2 separate regions of the Canis lupus genome follow, and region 1 is linked to region 2. The links are chromatin contacts, called in public Hi-C maps. All regions are on one chromosome and are shown on one strand. Each heading gives the region's core, a stretch centred on a gene start, on an enhancer-like site or on the middle of the called end of the contact. The rest is flanking DNA. Distances are from core to core; before and after follow the strand shown. Region 1 overlaps PLEKHA1 (pleckstrin homology domain-containing family A member 1). Region 2 overlaps BTBD16 (BTB/POZ domain-containing protein 16).

The links. A called contact is a pair of places that touch in the nucleus more often than the background predicts.
Region 1: a Hi-C map of skin fibroblasts shows a contact between it and region 2, with 2.7 times the contacts expected there. The contact joins two enhancer-like sites. A contact is called at or near these places in 5 of 9 Hi-C or Micro-C datasets (amygdala, blood, liver and 1 more).

Annotation. Positions count from the first base shown.
Region 1 is chr28:32,372,625-32,375,347 of UU_Cfam_GSD_1.0, reverse strand. PLEKHA1 (pleckstrin homology domain-containing family A member 1) reads right to left here. Exons shown (of 12, transcript XM_038578998.1): 12 at 1-1,652. The coding sequence ends at 1,338. Among named protein-coding and RNA genes, the nearest start is that of HTRA1, 25 kb to the left of the region's middle. Within about 2 kb of position 1,372, at least 4 of the 20 cell types and tissues checked have an H3K27ac peak or open chromatin away from gene starts, as enhancers often do.
Region 2 is chr28:32,297,376-32,300,075 of UU_Cfam_GSD_1.0, reverse strand. BTBD16 (BTB/POZ domain-containing protein 16) reads right to left here. Exons shown (of 16, transcript XM_038578994.1): 16 at 1-1,817. The coding sequence ends at 1,770. Among named protein-coding and RNA genes, the nearest start is that of PLEKHA1, 21 kb to the left of the region's middle. Within about 2 kb of position 1,320, at least 3 of the 20 cell types and tissues checked have an H3K27ac peak or open chromatin away from gene starts, as enhancers often do.

The DNA of each region.
Region 1 (2,723 bases), core at 123-2,622, 75 kb before region 2:
TCTCTCTCAAACGAGACATCATCTTAGAAAATGGAAAGGAGAAACAATGACACATATGAATTCAAAACAAAACAGCACAGTAGGATGGCAAAATATCATAAAAATAGCAGCATGTGAAATTCAAGACTATTTTCTTAAAGCAAATGTTTAAGACTCAACCATAAAAATGATACTTCAAACTGGTCTATTATTCAGACACTTGAAACTACGGGTTTTTTAGAGTGGTGCTTACATTTATGATATCCCAGTGACTAAATGTATACTCAAATTTGTATTTTACAACATATATATTGCACGGGTAGTAGAATAAACGCATTCTGGCATCTCCAACATAAAAGGATATCTCAATTAGCACATTAAACTATGGTACTGAAAATTAATTTTACCCCAATGTTTAAAACCAATCATGTAGGACTTTTGAGCACATTAATCCAACGACATTCTCCAACTAGATGAGAAGACACAGGCACTTGAATATAGGTTAATTAGTGACAAAAAGGAGAGGCTGCAATCACATGGCCAAGGGCAGTATGTCTTTACATATAAACTTGAGGTCTTTCACTGATCCAAATATAGAAATAAGAACTATTTATAAAACCTTGATATGAAAATCAGATCTCTCCCAGAAATTTCATACCAAATCACTTTAACTGTTTCATAAAGCAAAGACTGCTCCAAGTCCTAAGTTTGTTCAAACACACATCCAAGACATGGTTGTGTGAGTTCTAATTTCCAACCCCATGCAACCTACAACCCTCACTAACAGGTCCAATGATACCCTCTACATAACACCTGCCACCCACCTTGAGATCCAGAGCATCAAAAATGGTTATCGTTTCCAAATTGTCCACATTGTAGTATAAATTTTACAGCACCACAGACATCATGATTTTAGATATCTTAGTCTGACAATATTTCATTCAATAATATTAACCAGTAAGAATATGTAAATATCAAGCATCTAAGAGGAAGTCTAAGCATTTTAAAAACAACCAAAATAATTAATAAGCATTTTTAATGTTTTAAGTTGTTAAACAATTGTCAAATTCACTAGGAAAAAATACCACACACATTTTTATCACCCAAAAGAGAGCACACAAAGCCTCAGACAGTTGATACTGAAACACTTAGGTTTTTTTCTTGCATTCGTTCATTGTTTTTCATTTTTTTTTAAAGAAATTACATTTAGTTTGGCCACTCCCTAGATTCTTGGTTTATCAGCTTATAAAGAGTACATCAAAGAGGCAGTATAATATATGTATTAAAAACCATTTCATCCTTTATCATCTTTGGCTAGAAGGGCCGAGGAGGCAGGCAAGGCTCCACGCGCTTCCGTCTCACACGTCACTGACCGGAAGGCTCGCGTCATCCAAGTCCACTGGGTCACAGTCTCTATCCTGAGGGCCATTTTTACTTTGAGGTTTTAGCAAAGCTTGTTCAGTCACTTTGGAAGCTGGTTCTCTTGGAGAGACAGTCTGGACCTTGAAGTTCCCTGGCTTGACCTTGGCAAGAGATTCGTAAAATCCTCGCTTCTCCATGGTAAAGCTTGAGACCAAAGAGTTGCTGCGAGAGGCTGTGGAATGTGAGGTGGCGGCTGTTGCACTGGCAGAGCGGAAAGTGTGCTTGGGTTCTGAAGGACAGCTGGAATGCTCCTGCAAAGACGAGTGGTGGTCAGACACAGTCAAACATTAACAACAAAGTTAGTAACTCAGTGTGAGACTTTATTCTCTGAAAAACAAACAAAACACACACACACACACACACACACACACACCACAGAGCAGAAGCAAGAGCCATGCAGCATACATGTGCAAGTTCTTCCCCAAAGCAATGCATTTTTAGGAGTGAGGTTAAAGCAATGACAGTCAACAACCATTTCCACTAAGAAACCAGTTCTGTCACCAAAGCTTTGCCACTTGAAGACTCAGGCCAGCCTAAACTGGAATGCAGTGCTCCAACTGCAAGGGAACCAGCTCTGCCATTCTATTTAAGGGTATATTCTCAATCAATGCTAGGGATCATCCCACGTATTTTCGGAAGATAAAAAAATAAAAATAAAAATGCAGAATATCAAAAGGAAAGGCCGTATTTCTTTAATAAGTGGAACTCACTATTTTTGTAACCTACTATTGTGTCTGGCAGTCTGACAAACTTAGTTTTTCATCCCTGAATTTTGCTGCAACCAATTAACAGTGAAGTCTTTTCACTGCTGCCTTCATTAGGTTTATTTAGTTTTGAATATGTTATACATTCATATGGTTAAAGATTCTAAAGGGAGCAAAGGGTACATATTTAATCACTTATTAAAACTGTGGTGAAGTAACTATCAGGTGCGAATCTTTATTTCATTCGCTTCTGGCTGAAGATATCCTTAAATATGACCATTCCAAATGCATTGCCATATAGTTCCTAGTATACTGTGTTCATGTATGATACTAGCGGCTTTGAAAACAAAGTACTACAAATTGACAAAACACTATAGATTCCCAGGAGCTGGCTAAATTTCACCTGAGATTTAAAATGCCATGCAAGCTATAGTAATATAGTTTATCCACTGTAATATGCATGCATGAGTTTGCATATATTATTAGAACAAGGGTGCAGTTAAGTGGTATATATAAAAAATTTCGGGGATCCCTGGGTGGCGCAGTGGTTTGGCGCCTGCCTTTGGCCCAGGGCGCGATCCTGGAGACCCGGGATCCGGGATCGAATCCCACATCAGG
Region 2 (2,700 bases), core at 71-2,570:
CGGGCTGACACCTTGCTGGCTCGTCAGGCACACCCTCCGCGTTTTGTCCTCACCTGGCTCCGGCTACCTCGCAGCAAATCTGTCCACGTGTGCAGGATTTTATATTCACACATCATCCCGTATTAGTTTCTCCTGGCTGCTGTAACACATGACCACGACTTAGTGGCCTAAAACACATTCTCTTACAGTTCTGGAAGCCGAGAGTGTGAAATCCGTCCCACTGGGCTCAGGTGTCACTGAGTCAAGGTGTTGGAGGGGCCCTGGAGGCGAATCTGTCCCTGGCCTCCCATAGCTTCCAGAAAGTGCTGACATTCCGTGGCTCGGGGTCACATCCCTCCAGTCTCTGCTTATATGGCCTCATCCCCTCTGCTGCCTCTCTCTTAGAAGGATCCCCGTGATTATCCCGGATCAACCCAGAGAATCCAGGATAATCCCCTCCCAGCTCAAAATCCTTAATTTAATCACACCCTCTTGCCACATGAGGGAACGCTCACAGGTTCTGGAGCCTGGGACCTGGGTGTGTCTGGGGTCATTATTCTGCCTACCGCACATCCCCATTCCTCACCTCATTTCGTCTTCACAATGGCCCCGAGAGGATGAGAAACAGAGGCTCAGAGAGGTTAGGCGATTTGCTGAAAGACACACAGCTAGAGCATCGTAGGGAAGGGAGGCAGGATCTCTGTGATTCTAATTGAATGTAACAGATTGTATAATACGGTCAGAGGAGTACAAGGCAGCTGCTACACGATAAAGGTTTGGGTTTTCTCTCCCCGATTTCTGTGCCCCAACATGCCCAAGCAGGCCTTTGTTCTGACTTCTTTCTTTCGAGGGCTAAGAGTTGAGTGTCTATCTGAGCACAAAGGGAACACCTGCAGACTGTCCTAGTTCAAGGACTGACCCACATTAGAAGAAAGAGCTAAGCAGGCCACAGCTGGGTCCCAGTCTTTATGGCAGTTCAAGGGTTGCTAGCACAGCATGCCCACATATGGTTTGGTAAATGATTTTCTCAATTAACCCATGAGTCAATAAACTTCCTATTACTTAAGGAGCTGCCCCACATCCCAGGGACTGTCAGCCTTGATTCAGTGGCCAGGAAAAAAGAAAAGAAATGGAGCAGAAAAAAGACTCCAGAGCAATATTATTTTGTTTAAAAAAAAAAAAAGGCATTGTCGATTCAATATTTAGTTAGTGTCGGAGGGGAACAGCAGGCATTATTCATTCCCTGGGTATCTCAAGGGCACATAAAGGAACAGTCACACCTGCCTGAAATGCAATGTGCTCAGGCCACAGTAGGACATCCACAGTAAGACATCAGTGACTCATGCAGAGCTTGCCGGGGAAGCTAAGCAGTTGGCCGGGCTGCTCAGTGATGCAGAGATTAAAGAGAAGTTAATCACTGTGTTCGAGACTCACTGAGCCTTTTCTGGTGTGCCGGGTCGACACATGACAACTCCCCCGCTGCCAGCCGCAGTCCCATCCCACTGGCATGACGCCTGGCTTCCTGCTGGTTTTTCATGATGCACCTGAATGTTCCTTCTCTGGAAGGGAGTCCAGGAGTAAATCAGGCCCCTTTATTTGGGTGAGAAATGGGTCAGGGGAAGGTGTCTCTGGGTGGCCGAGAAACCAGGAAATCCTGTTCAGTGAAGTCAAGGTTGGAGCTACCTTTGCTCTAACTTACATCGGCTCCGAGAGTGGACAGACCTGCCTCTCACGTGTGTCAGCAGGTGGCCGGGAGACGTGACCGGGACACGGAGAAGCAGAAAGGCTCATCACTGCTGGTGGGAAGAGAAACTGTGACATCCATCTTCGAGAGCAATCTAACAATATCAAATTGAAGTTGCACATCAATTAGACCCACCGATTTCATCTCAAAATGTAATTAAAATACACATAATCCAATGGGATCGTGGATAACTTTTAGAAATTTTGTTTTTCTAATTAATAGTAATTCTGGAAATCTTGCCATTAAGATACCTCAATACTAACTTTTTTAAAGATTTGAGAGAGAGAGTACGTGAGCAGCAGGGAGGGGCAGAGAGAGACGTAGACAGAGAATCCTCCAGCAGACTCCGTATGTGGAGCCCAATGTGGGGCTTGATCCCATGACCAGAGCCGAAATCAGGATTCAGCTGCTCAACCAAATGGGCCACCCAGGTGCCCCTCAATAATAACCTTGTAATGATTGTATAATATTCTATCTAATTCCTGCTGTTGGATAATCTAAGATCATGCTCATATTTTGTATCGTAAACAATGCTTCACAGAGCACCTTTGTAACTAAATCATTGGTTATCTTTTTGTTTTTGTTTTTGGTATAAATACCTAAAATGCGTTTGTTTCATCAAAAGGGTATGTATTTCAGTATCTCTTGTGGGGTGACAAAGTGCCCCCAAAACTTAGTGGCTTAAGAAAAGAATTAATTATTTCTTGTGATTCTGAGGATTGGCTGGAGAAAATTTTTGCAGTGTGATTCCCTTCTGGAGTCAGTCATTGGAGGGGCCACTGGGCTGGGAGGTTCCAAGTGGCTTCATTCACACATCTGGCTGCTGGATGCTCCCAGTGGGCCGAGGCCCTGGGTTCTCTTCTACTTGGTTTAGCAGCCTCCAGCAGGCTGTTTTGGGGTTGCCCCATGGTCTGGTCTCGGGGTTCCCAAAGGAACCTTCTGTGCAGACTTCCGAACACATTCAAGGTTCCTTCTGC